Regions from separate parts of the Mus musculus genome. Here region 1 is linked to region 2. A link is a contact called in public promoter capture Hi-C data. All regions are on one chromosome and are shown on one strand. The core of a region is the stretch at or near the end of the contact, and the rest is flanking DNA. Distances in the headings are between cores, read along the strand shown.

The links. Promoter capture Hi-C pulls out the DNA fragments that hold promoters and counts their contacts.
Region 1: a contact with region 2 is called in a promoter capture Hi-C map of liver, with 4 times the contacts expected there. The contact joins the promoter of Mecr here to the enhancer-like site in region 2. A contact is called at or near these places in 21 of 39 promoter capture datasets (the C10 cell line, the HPC-7 cell line, HPC-7-derived erythroid cells and 11 more), 5 of 15 datasets of contacts at CTCF or cohesin (the G1E-ER4 cell line, embryonic stem cells, pro-B cells and 1 more), 156 of 484 Hi-C or Micro-C datasets (the AtT-20 cell line, B cells, the BV-2 cell line and 76 more), 29 of 115 datasets of contacts at active chromatin or transcription factors (SST interneurons, Th17 cells, a beta-TC-6 cell line and 16 more) and 4 of 9 other capture datasets (adipose tissue, embryonic stem cells, liver and 1 more).

What each region holds. Positions count from the first base shown.
Region 1 is chr4:131,842,032-131,847,982 of GRCm38.p6, forward strand. It overlaps Mecr (mitochondrial trans-2-enoyl-CoA reductase), which reads left to right and starts at 1,440. Exons shown (of 10, transcript NM_025297.2): 1 at 1,440-1,647. The coding sequence starts at 1,472.
Region 2 is chr4:131,719,651-131,725,732 of GRCm38.p6, forward strand. No RefSeq gene overlaps it. Among named protein-coding and RNA genes, the nearest start is that of Gm42321, 12 kb to the left of the region's middle. Within about 2 kb of position 2,856, at least 14 of the 459 cell types and tissues checked have an H3K27ac peak or open chromatin away from gene starts, as enhancers often do. A contact at or near this core is called in the AtT-20 cell line, kidney, liver and 1 more, where this site is marked.

The DNA of each region.
Region 1 (5,951 bases), core at 190-2,689, 120 kb after region 2:
GCTTTGGTGGGCTCTCCTCCTCAGAGAAAAATTTGTTTCCCACGGCAAGCTTTGGGTCAATCATCTTTGTCTTTCAAACGCTCTCTGATACTTATTTCCTGGGCTACCACATCACCGGACTCTGGGGAACGTCTAAGAATGTATACCTTTGGATCGTGTACCTCTCTCCATGTTTCTAAATCAGGAGTCCTAAAATGGAACCTCATCTGATTTCCATGCACGCAGTTTGGGAATGGAAGGACTGCCTCCTGCAGCACTTCCTTGCTCCCTTTCTTCAGCCTGCAACAGTGCACACTTGCATGTACACAAATGTTCCACGGACGGGTTATTTATGCTGATGTTTCTTTTCCACCAAAACTAAGAACCTGCGTCTTTCCAGGTTAATACCTTTTACAAAGAATTTTCATTTCCCACCCAATCTCTTTGTATGCTGTGAGCATTTTAAACGACATCTTCCTTCATGGGACCCCTCTCATAGCTGAACAGCTTGATGGTTTTACAATGTATTATCCTGTCAACCTTAACATTGTTCTAATGTTTTGTTTTTATTTTTCCTTAACATTGTTCTAATGTTTTGTTTTTATTTTTCTTCCCAAGACAGATTTTCTCTGTGTAGCCCTGACTGTCCTGGAACTCACTTTGTAGACCAGGCTGGCCTCGAACTCAGAAATCCGCCTGCCTCTGCCTCCCAAGTGCTGGGATTAAAGGCGTGCGCCACCACCACCCGGCTTCTTCTAATGTTTTATCCATTCCTCACAACCGTCTGAAATGAGGTATATCATTTTCATGGCATCAATGAGAAATAGGCTCCAAGTTGCGCTCACTTGCCCAAGCTAGGAAAGAGCTGCTAGGATTTGAGCCTGGTATTCCTGGTATGTTAACTCTGGGTAAAGAAGTCCCCAAGTCTTGGTAGAGCATGCCTCTAATCACAGCACTTGGGAAGCAGAAGCAAGCGGATCTCTGAATTTGAGGCCAGCCTGGTCTACAGAGGGACAGCCTGGAACACACAAAGAAACCTGTCTCGAAAAACTGATGATGGTGGTGATGCTGGGCTGATAAAGTCTTTGTGTTGTTCTGGGGGAACTGAAGATGAAATGATACTTTAAAAAGTCTGGCACAGTGGTATCTCAATAAAGAGTGCAAAGGGGATACTGAGGCCAGAATGTAAATGACTTCCCGGAAACACCACGCGACAAGCAGCAGTCACAGCTTTAAGCCAGTTCTGAACTCTCTTCATGGGTAGGCTGCTTTGGCTAGCTGTGCAACTTCTCCAGGTCTCTGAATACCTTACGTAGCCCACCCTCAATCCTCACACCAGTCCGGGAGAAACCCTACACCAATACCTGGGCAGAGAGCGAGCGGCCTCTTTTAAAGAAGGGGGCGCGGTCACGAGCGGGGCGGGGCTCAGGCTTGCTGTCGCGGACGAATGACGTAGTCCAGAGCGCCGGATTCTGCCAGTGCTGGAAGCAGCATGTTGGTCAGCCAGCGAGTGACAGGGGCGCGAGCCCGGGCACCTCAGCTTGCGGGTCTCCTCGAGGCTTGGTACCGCCACGGCCGGACCACATCCTCCTACTCCGCTCTCTCTGAGCCGTCACGGGTGCGGGCGCTGGTCTATGGCAACCATGGGGATCCAGCCAAGGTCGTCCAGTAAGAGTCGGCGCCGCCACCGGGGAGGGAGCTGGGGTTCCTGGAGGGTTTTGAGGCGGGCGGCGGACTGCCAGGAGAGGACAGGGTCCGAGGAAGAGGGTTCTGCTGTCCTACAGATGCCGAGACCCCAGGGCGTGCTTGCTGACCCGACACCGGTGCTTTCCGGCGGCCAAGGACCCGCGAGGCACCGGTGCCAGAGTTTACTGACCCATATTGGTTTGAAGATTGTGGCAGTCACTCCTTTGTCTCAGTGGATGCTTCCGACTATTTGTCACAGCAACAGTCTGGGGGTATTTATTGCATTTTTTTTTCAGATGAGAAAAGCGAGGCATAAGAAAGTTAAAATTAACATTTGCCCCAAGTCACCCAGCCAGTGAGAATAGAAATTTGAACATACGGTCTGACAGCCTACCTAGATTCTACACCTGTTTTTAAATAGGAGATTATTGTTTGCCTTTCACAGAGGCCGAGGGGCTTGTCTAAAATGATACGGCTAATTAGTGATTGGAATAGGTGCCGGAATTCACCTGTTTCTCATGCGAGTTCCCTTCCACCAAGCCATGTGTGCATCTTGGCCTAATTATGACGAGTTGTTTAAACCCAGCTTGATGGCATGTGCCGTTAATCCCAGCACTAGTGAGGCAGAGGCCCGCAGATCTCTGTGAGTTCAAGGCCAGTCTAGTCTACATAGTCAGTTCCAGGATAGCCAGGACTATAGAGAGAGACCCTGTCTCAAAACAAACAAGCAAAAAGGAGTTGTTTCATAATCCCAGGATGCTGAGGTAAAAGGGTTATGAGTTTGAGACCAACATGGGTTGCATAATGAGCCTTTGTCTCAAAATACACACTCACAGTAAAAATACATAAAAATTTAAAAAAAAATCTTCAAATACAGTTTAGGGGATGCGCATGGTGTGTGCCTGTAGTCCCAGCACTTGCTAAGGGAGGAAGATTGTGAATGTAATGCTAGCCTGAACTACATATTGAGACCCTGCCTCAAAAACAAACAAAAAGTGGACAAGTTGGGCTTACCAACATGCATCTTATTATTATTATTTCTTCCCTTCTTAAGGTCTCCCTGTATGGTCCCAGCTAGCCTAGAACATGTTGAGTAGCCTTGGCTGACCTGGAGTTTCTAGTGATCCTTCTACCTCTGCCACCCCCAGCCCCCAGCACTGGGGCTGAAGTTGCCTGCTTCTAATGGGGGAGGGAGCTCCTTTGGTTATATGTATGTATGTTTGTTTGTTTGAGATTGGGTCTTTGTAGCCCTGGATGGCCTGCCTCTGCCTCCTAAATGCTGGGATTAAAGGCTTGCAACTCCAAACCTACCCACCCCATCCCCCTTTTTAAACAGAGGCTGGGCTCTTAACTTCCAAGTGCTGAGATTGCAGGTGTGTTCCCCACTGTTCCTGCTCCCCTTCCTTTCTCTCCCCTCAGACAAGGTGTTCCTGTGTTGCCCAGGCTGATCTGGAATTTGTGGCCTCTCTTCCCCCCCCCCCCAGGTTCTCAAGGAATTTGAATTATTGTTGATATTCTTTTACATTGTTCTAGAGTGGGTGTGGCCAGAGGGCCCATGCCCCTGAGTTTATCCGAAGCTCCTCTCTGACTGTCAAAGCACCTAGCCGGTACATGAACCATTACAGTAATTCTGTCTGCTGTGAATCAAGGAGTTATAAAGGCACCACAGGGGAAACTTCCGGGGCTTTTTGGTGGAGTGACATTTGTTCATTCTTATCCCTGTATGGTATATTTGTGATGTGGCCCAGAGAACGAAGTGACCTTGCCAAACCCTCAGCTAAGCCAAGTTAGGGCAAAGAGCTGACTCTAGATTCCCTAATTCCCAGATTGGTGCTTTCACCTTAGCCCTACTCCAGACAACCTTAACAGCTCTTTTGACTGGTAAGATATGTGTAATTAGTTGGTAGCTCACATGCGGAAATTATGAATTAAGATCCAACAGAATTTTATAAGAGGATATTATAGACATAGAGGTTCAGAGGTTGACTAATTTGTCTAAGATCAAACATCTCATATTTGATTTTAAGAGAGGGAGGGAGGGAGGGAGGGAGGGAGAGAGAGAGAGAGAGAGAGAGAGAGAGAGAGAGCGCGCTAGCTCTCAGGAGTCAGTTCTCTCCTGCCGTCTTTAGCGAACAGGTGATGGAGCTCAGGTATCAGGTCTGGGCATCAGTACCTCCGACTGCTGAGCTGACCCATCAGCCATAAGTTGTATTTTGCTCATAGGGAATCAATCATGTCAGGATAGACACTTCCCTGGAGATTTTGCTGCAGTGAGGTGATAAAGTCCTTATGAGCAGGCCTCCATTTTCAGAAATGAACTCAAACTGAGAGCAGTGAGGTGGTGCTCCCAAAGGCTCATCATTTGTGTCCCTCGCCAGCCTGCTGCAAAGCACCTGCTCCTGTCATGTTAGCCGAACCCAAAGCTCATTTCGTTAAGAAGGTCACCTTTTATTGCATTCTCCCAAGGTGATAAGGAAGGCTTGGGTGGTTAAACAGCTGTGTGCAGTGGCCTCCTGATTGGTTTCCTGTTAGAGTGCCAGGGAAGCTGGGAACAGCCCAGTCTGTCTACAGATGCCTCCAGGAAAAAAGCCAGCAGCTTTTGTCTTCTATGTAGACTTCTAGTTATTTCCCCAAGTTCAGAGCATTCTCTTCAGCCTGGATTCACAGCTCAGTCTGTCACCTGTGCTACATTTGGAAACTACTTCTGGGCTCTGCCTCTAAAGTGCTCAGTGGGTCTATCTCGGCCTAGGGTGGCCATTTATTTACGCTTTTCAGGCCTCCCGGTGACTGATGCCTAGCCATTGTTGAGGAGCAATGCCTACAGATAGATGGCCAGGCAGTAGGGATTGTCCCTGGTCTGGCCTGACCTTCCCTTCTGACTCAGATTCAGACAACTTTGCATGTGGGCTGAGGCCAGTGACCGATCGAGATTCCCTTTGTAGTCCTGTGTAAGGTTTACAGTGCCCACAGCCACCAAAGAATCAAATGTTCCTTTCCCATCTTAATGTCTGGGCATCACTGGGCCTGGTGACCAGAAGATCATGAAACTATCCAAAATCCAAACAGTAGTTCCCAGACAGGTGTGTTGTGTACTGTGGGCCAGTGCTCTGGGAGGTGGGGGGAAAGTATGAAATCAGGCTGCAGAGTCTTACAGGATTCTGGACATTTCAGAGGTGGCCAGAGCCACTGTTCTCTGTGCAGACTTCTAGATTCTGTACCACAGAGGTCTGGAAATCCAGATGTCCTTTTCTTTCCTCCTCCCTAGACCCTCCTGCCCCTCCCCCATCCTACAATGTGTTCCCTCAGAATGCTGCTCTCTTTAGTGATAGTATGGAAATAACTCTCATTTATTGTATACCTACCAAGTAGCAAGCATTGAACTAAGTTCTCTCCAGTTTCTTGGGATGCTGAAGCAGGAGACTTGTTTGAGCCCAGGAGTTAAAGATTAGGCTGGACAACATACTAAGACCCTCAAAAAAGAAGGGGGGCCAAGGGGCCGCAGGAATTCAGACCCATCCCTGTATTCCTGTATGTCCTTGTTCGACGGACCAAAATATGAGTCCCAAGAAGATGGGCAGGATCACCAGGAAAGCCAGAAGAGGCCCAGCAAGGCTGGTGAGTGACAAAGAGCTCTGGTCCCTAAGAGTCCAAGACTCGGTTAGCTCTCCACCAGCTTAGGCCACTTACACACCCTGCTGTGGTCAGGAACTGAGGAACCATCTTCCTCCCATTTGCAACTTGTGTTCTGCTTGTTAATTAGTAAAGTCTCAGCATCCTAAGCACTTCATTAAATCACAGAAGGCAACCTGCTAATCATGAGGACTACATACAGACCTGAGCAACACCACAGGAGCTGTCAGTCACCTTTGCCCAGTGCTATATGAGGGCACACATTCCTGCCTCATGTGCTGAGCAGATGGGGAGGTCTGTTCGGTTATGTGCTCTCTCAGTCGGGTCTGACTAAAATTATTTGCAATGATGGAGTGAAAGATGAAAGAACAAATGGCTGCTGATTAAACATGGGAGGCAGGAAAGAGCGCTCAGCAGAGCTGGCCAGTGTCTACCTTACCCAGCAGATAGAACTGAGCAGTCCCCCGGGGACTGGGATCTTTCTTTCCCCTCTCAAAAGGCTCTTTCTTCTGCCTGCTTTTGTTTCTCTTGTACTTGATATGGCATCACAGGTGTACAGCCTGAGCCTCAAAGGAGCCATTGTGACCTTATCCAGCCTGGGATCTGTCAGCTGAGACAGTGGCAGCCCTCGACATTGCCTGGCGCCGTCATCAGAC
Region 2 (6,082 bases), core at 1,606-4,105:
TTGTTTGTTTGTTTGTTTGTTTGTTTGTTTGTTTGTTTAGACAGAGTCTCACAGTGTAGCAAAGGCTGGCCTTGAACTCCTGATCCTCCTGCTTCTGTCTAGGATGACAGGCGTGCATACCTGGCCAGCACACAAGTTCTGTATCTATCAGGATATAGTCAGAAGACTAGATCACATGGTAATTTTATTGAGGAAAGTTTAATATAAAGGGCTATTAACTACTAATGGGATTAATTACCACAGACTAAAGAGAATCCTAAATGAAACTGAAATGGCCAATATTTGGAGTGCAGGCAGAGTACCCAAGGGAAAAACAAATTTAAAAGACTTCCCACCATGTCCCACCCTGGCAGCCGGCGCTCTGTTTCAGGCCTCCCTGCCAAAGTGGTAGATACAGTGATGAAGCTCGCTGTCGAGGTTAGCGGTAGAAAGCAGCCCCCCCCCCCCCCGCTGTTCAAGCAAGCTTGCTGCTTTCTGCTCCCGAGGGAGCAGGACACCTGCTGGGTGATCCCCCTCTGTGCTTAGAGATAGCAATAGGCTAGGGCAGTTGTAAGAGTTAACCAGTTCCAGAATGAAGGAACCGCTGAGCAAGTGGAGTCTTTTTATCGTGCTGACCTGTGGTTCGGGCCTTACTGGGGCTGCTTGCGCCTTCTCTTTATTACTATTACCTGCAGGTTCTCATGGGTGACACCCGAGCCTTAGAGAAGAGACTAAGACTGAGATCTCAGCCTCTCCTGGGTCTATGCCCCAGTGTGGTGGTACCAAGATGCCCTTTCTACTTGTATGAAGCAAGAAGCCACTTCTCCTGTCTCTGCATCAAATACACAGGGAAACTGGACCAGAGACGTACATGGTGTCACACAGCAAGAGGGACAAAAGCTGGTCCGGGTCTTCCCGGAAGCCTTCTCCCGGCAGAAGCCTGGCAAAGATGGGAGCCATAGTCATTTTGGATCACACAAACAAGTCAACCCTTCGTGACCGCACAGCCTGCAGCTTCTCCCTCCATTCCTTTCCTCCTCCTGGTCTGAGGCCGTTGTGACCTGTGCTTTTATGATTAATCATTTCACAGTAAATCTCCACTTACTCTCCCACCAGGTCACCCAAGCTGGCTCTTTATTGTTAAGTAAATAATGCAGGTAGCTTGTGCCACGCTGTGGCCAGCTCTGAGGACCCAGTCAGTGGGAGGAGCAGCTGGAGGAACCTGGGGGAGCCACAGGCTCTGTAGACAGAAAATAATCACAAGACGACAGGTGTGTGGGCACGACTCCTTGAAAACGGGAAAGCTGTAATGAAATCGGCTTTTCCTCCAAAGCTCTAGGTGAGATTTTAAATGAACAGGATAAACTTGGGGGCTGTGCCTGGGCTCAGGGACAAGAACTTAACTTAATCTTTGCACCACTGCTTGACAATGAGACCACAGTCTACAGCCCACCAGGCCCTCCTTAATGTTAGCCGGGCTAATCAAGCCACCTGGTTGATGAGGTCCAGAAGCGCTGGCAGAGGTGCCCTGGTGATGGCCCCAATGGAGCCTGGGGAGATCTCTCCTACCTCCAGCTTCCTTCTTCTCTGATTGTCTAAAAGGAAAATGGTAGTGGGCAAGAAACCAGGAGATGGGATGCTCAGCCCATTGTGGACAGGGTTTTCGGGAGGACCTTGTCCCTTGGTTCCGCTGTTCCTAGAATTGGTCAGATGTCCCCCCACTTCCCCCTCCCAGGCCTGTACCATCAGACTCTTGCTACCCAGACCCTTCCAGGTATCTCTGCAAGACGTAGAGACCCGAGTCACTGTCTCCAGGTGGCGATGTCCTCTCCTGCTTCAAACCTTAAACCTAAGCACGCATGCCAAAGACAGGAAGTCCAAAGCTCCAACCACTCCCCAACCCTTGTCATCCTGCAACTTGCGGCTTGAAAAGGCATGCCGGTGAGTGACAGTGGCCGCCATATGCTTGGTTTCTGAATCCTCCCCGTCTCCATCCCAGGCACCAATTCCCATCTAAGTGCCAGGCGCAAAGTCCACGGGGATCATAGCACGTACTGCCCACAAGGAGCCAAAGAGAGAGAAACTACAGGGGATCTCTGACTTACAATGGGATTACTTCCTGATCCATCCACCCTATATGGAGAATACTGCAAAGCTGACCATCATAAGTCAGGTAACTGAGAACCGCCAAGTGAGGACTAGACTAAGTGTTCAGAGTGGCCCCATTTCTAGTTTCCTGTACCTCTCATGGGCTGTGATAACCAGATCCTGATTGCAAGGAGAGAAAGATTTGCTCCTGTTGGCCCTTCCTCGAAGTCCCCAGAGGGTCCTCAGAGCTGTCCCCACAGGCTGAACCAATCAAGTTAGGACCATAGGGCCAGAGTACTGCCACATAAGGGAGGGTCTGTGAACAGCAGATACATATGAGGAGGGACCTGTAGCTGCTTGAGGGAGGACATCAGGACCTAAGAAAGAAAGCCACCAAGATTAATGGCTTGTGACAAAAGGAACTGCCGAGGCTTTACAGGTCAGAGAAAGTTCTGGAGTTTGGACTCCCTCCTGGAGGGAGGTCAAATGTCAATTCCTTATCTTATTTCCCATGAGTTTTGTCCAGCTTAGTGCAGGCCACCAGCTTCCTTCCTGGTGTTCAGATTGTCACTGTCTGACAGATTAAAGCACACAGTTGATTTTAGAGTCCCTGGGACCAAAAGCCCCCACACACACCCCCCCAAGAAGCTGGGTCCCCAGGTCAGGACTCCTCTGAAGTGGGATAAGCTTGTGGCCACAGACAATTCCCTTGCAGCCTCTGAGATTGCCTTGGTTGCCAGTGGTAACAGTGTCAAGTTCACACGTATGTGAGGCATGCCCTGCTGCTCCTCACCTCTTTGCTCTCAGTGCGGTGACCGTTGGTGACCTGGGTGGGAGCAGATACCAGCCAGTGAGAAGGAAGAAGGAACATTTCAAAGTCAAACATTCAGCAGGCCTTGGCTTGAAACCACCTCGGGTTCAGATCCAGGTCAGGCAGCTCCTGCTGAGCCCCGGCTACCCAAGCCCTGTCTCCTCTCTTGCAACTCCACCTTAGCTCCTGAACCTGGGCCACGGCACAGCAGAAACCTGGAAGCTAGCCAGCATGCTCGGTGGGTAGGTGGGGCAGCATCCAGACAGCAGGGAACTCTGTGTGTCTCTGTGTGTCTGTGTGTGTCTCTGTGTGTCTGTGTGTGTGTATGTGAGCACGCGGGCGCACACCCATGTGCATTCTGGGGTCATGCAGACAGACAAATACACAATGTTGACCTAGCCTGTCTTCTCTTCAGACCTGCCTTCTCCTACTTCCACATAAGGCCTTGGCCACACCCTAACCCCCACCCCCAGATTCCTCCCCTGAAATAGACTCATCCACCTGCCCTGGGGAGTATTGAAGGTTTCAGAGAAGAGACCTGGGAAGGGACTTCCAGGTGCCTGGCTTAAGCCAGCCTCCCTCTTCTCAGCCCCAACCGACACAAGCTGACTCTATCTTAGATCCCTGCCCTTCCTCCTGCCACTACAGAGCCACCATTCTGGACCCAGATGGCCCAGACGTGGCACTGCCAGTCCCTTAATTTCTTCATACCATCCTGTGTCTTCTCTCCACAAACGGTCAAGAGAATGGGAAGACACCCACCTGCATCTGTTCCACATTATCTCAGAACCAGCCTCAGGACCACCTGACACAAGACTTTAAACTCTAGACCAATGGTTCTTATCCTGTAGGTTACAATTCCTAACAGTAGCGAAATTGTAGTTATGAAGTAGCAACAAAATAATTATATGGGTCAGGGGAGGTGTCACCACAACACTAGGAACTGTGTCGCAACATCAGGATGGTGGAGAACCACTGCTCTAGACCAAAATCTGCTCGCGGTACTAAGGTTGTCACTGCATATATCCCTGCTATGAAAGGCTCTTCACCCAGTGAACTGCGGCTGCCTCCAGCCACACGGGGGCAGTGTGGGTCTTGGCTCGTCGCTCTATTTACTGTGACCCAAATTGGTCACAGTAAATGGCTTCATTTCATCCTTAGAGCAGCCTTCCCTCACTAGTGAGGAAACAGGTTCAGAGAGGTTAAGCAACTTGGCCAAGGTCACACAGGAAGCCGAAACCAGGATTTGTGTTCTTCTGACCTACTGCTGCCTCCAGTGTTTTTCTCAATGCGTCTGGACAAGGTGACTCAGCCCCCCACTTTGAGTCTGCAGCATGTGCCTTCCTGAGATCCAACTGGGAGCCGCCTGCTGCCCCCAAACTGGCATATGCTTCTTTGGAACCAGAGGCCCCAGTCTGAGTTGCCAGATGTCCATGTTGGTGCCAGCAGCAAAGACCAGGAAGGGGAACAGCAAGCAAGAGAAAGATTGATTAATTCACTGAGAAATGGAGACAGAGCCACGGGGATGGGTTTCAGCACACCCTAAGCCAAAGGCACGTCTGTACTCTCACGTACACACACACACATATACACACACACACACACACACACACATATGCAGGAACACATGCATGCACGTAAACACACGTTCTTTCATGGAAGGAAAGAACGCACAAATGGTGAAGGATTTGGGGTGGTTTGGAAATGAGCCACCTGGTAAAGAGGAAGATGAGAGGGAAAGGGGAGAGAAAAAGAGACAAGGAAAACAAGGGATACCTGAAAGGAGACAAAAATAGAAAATATGAACACAGATTGAAAGAGAGAGGGGGAAGAGATGAGAGAGAGCTTGTAGGAGATAAAATTAGAGAGAGGAACAGTCTGCAGGAAGAGAGACTAACAGCCCATCACCCCACTCACACAGAGATGGAGGCAAACATGGGGAGACACAGGCTATGTGCTATGGCACGCAGAAGGATAGAGGAGCAAGGACAGGGATGTGATAAAGGCTACCGAGGGACAAGATTAAGGCAGGCATGCTACCAGAGATAAAGAGAACAGGGATGGCAGCAGGAGAAAGCAGAGATTGAGGCAGGAGGGAGGTGACCCCTCACTCACCCACCGCAGTGCTCCTGGCTGCCCCTGCAGTGCTCCAGGCTTCTCCTGCAGTGCTCCAGGCTTCCCCTGCAGTGCTCCAGGCTGCCCCTGCAGTGCTCCAGGCTGCCCCTGCAGTGCTCCAGGCTGCCCCTCCTTAGCTCGCTGAGCTACCCAAGAAGCTAATTCCAGAGGCCAGCAACCAGACATGCTCTGTGCCCTGTCCCCACCTGAGTCCCCACAAGGACAAAGATGGGCAGCATAGGGCTCTTCTCAGTCCTGGCTATGAACCAGGCACACTGAAAGACAGAGAGAGCTGCCTGGGCTTAGAGCCACAGGGTCCCACCTGCAGGTTTCTAGCTAAGACTGTTGGAGGGCAGCACAGTCCAAAATGCCCACAAGGATGAGATGCAGCCTCTGTCCACGGAGTCCCAACATGGGAAACATCAGGTCTGGGTTCCAATGTCGTCTCTACTGGCTGCAACAGGCCTGGCATCAGTCACTTGGTCTGCTGCACACCTCAGTGGCAAGAATACTCACACCCCTGCTCCTCAGGTTGGTGAAGGAACTAGGTGCATATGTCAGTATTGCACAAAATCTGTCTCACCAGGAAAATCTGGAAAACTCGGAGATAAAGGTAAAAAAAAAAAAAAAAATGAGAGGCAGCCAAGATGAGTGCCCCAGAGTATACGGTCCTAGGAAGGGTGAGGCCATTGTAGCCAATTTGCTGATTACGTCCGAAGAAGGCTTGGAATGTAGAGAGCATGCACAGCTGTTGTAGCCACCACCAGGGGAACAGATGTGAGCAATAGGGTAGAGCAAGACCGTCTTCAGAGCATAGAGATCATTAGAGTTGGGATACACTCATCGACAAGTGTCACAGATGGGGAAACTGAGACCCAGAAATGAATCAACATGCCCAATCTCACTCAGTTGGCAAGGATTCAACTTAGCATTTGAATCCAGGTCTGGGTGCCCACCCACCCCCTCTTTGCCCAGCTGTAGGTCAGTAACTTGAAGGCAAATACAGAGGCTCAGGCAGGCAAGAGAGAGAACCTTGGATCATCAAAGTTTGTTTTTCCTGACAGTTGACATCCCCGGAACAAAGCCCAG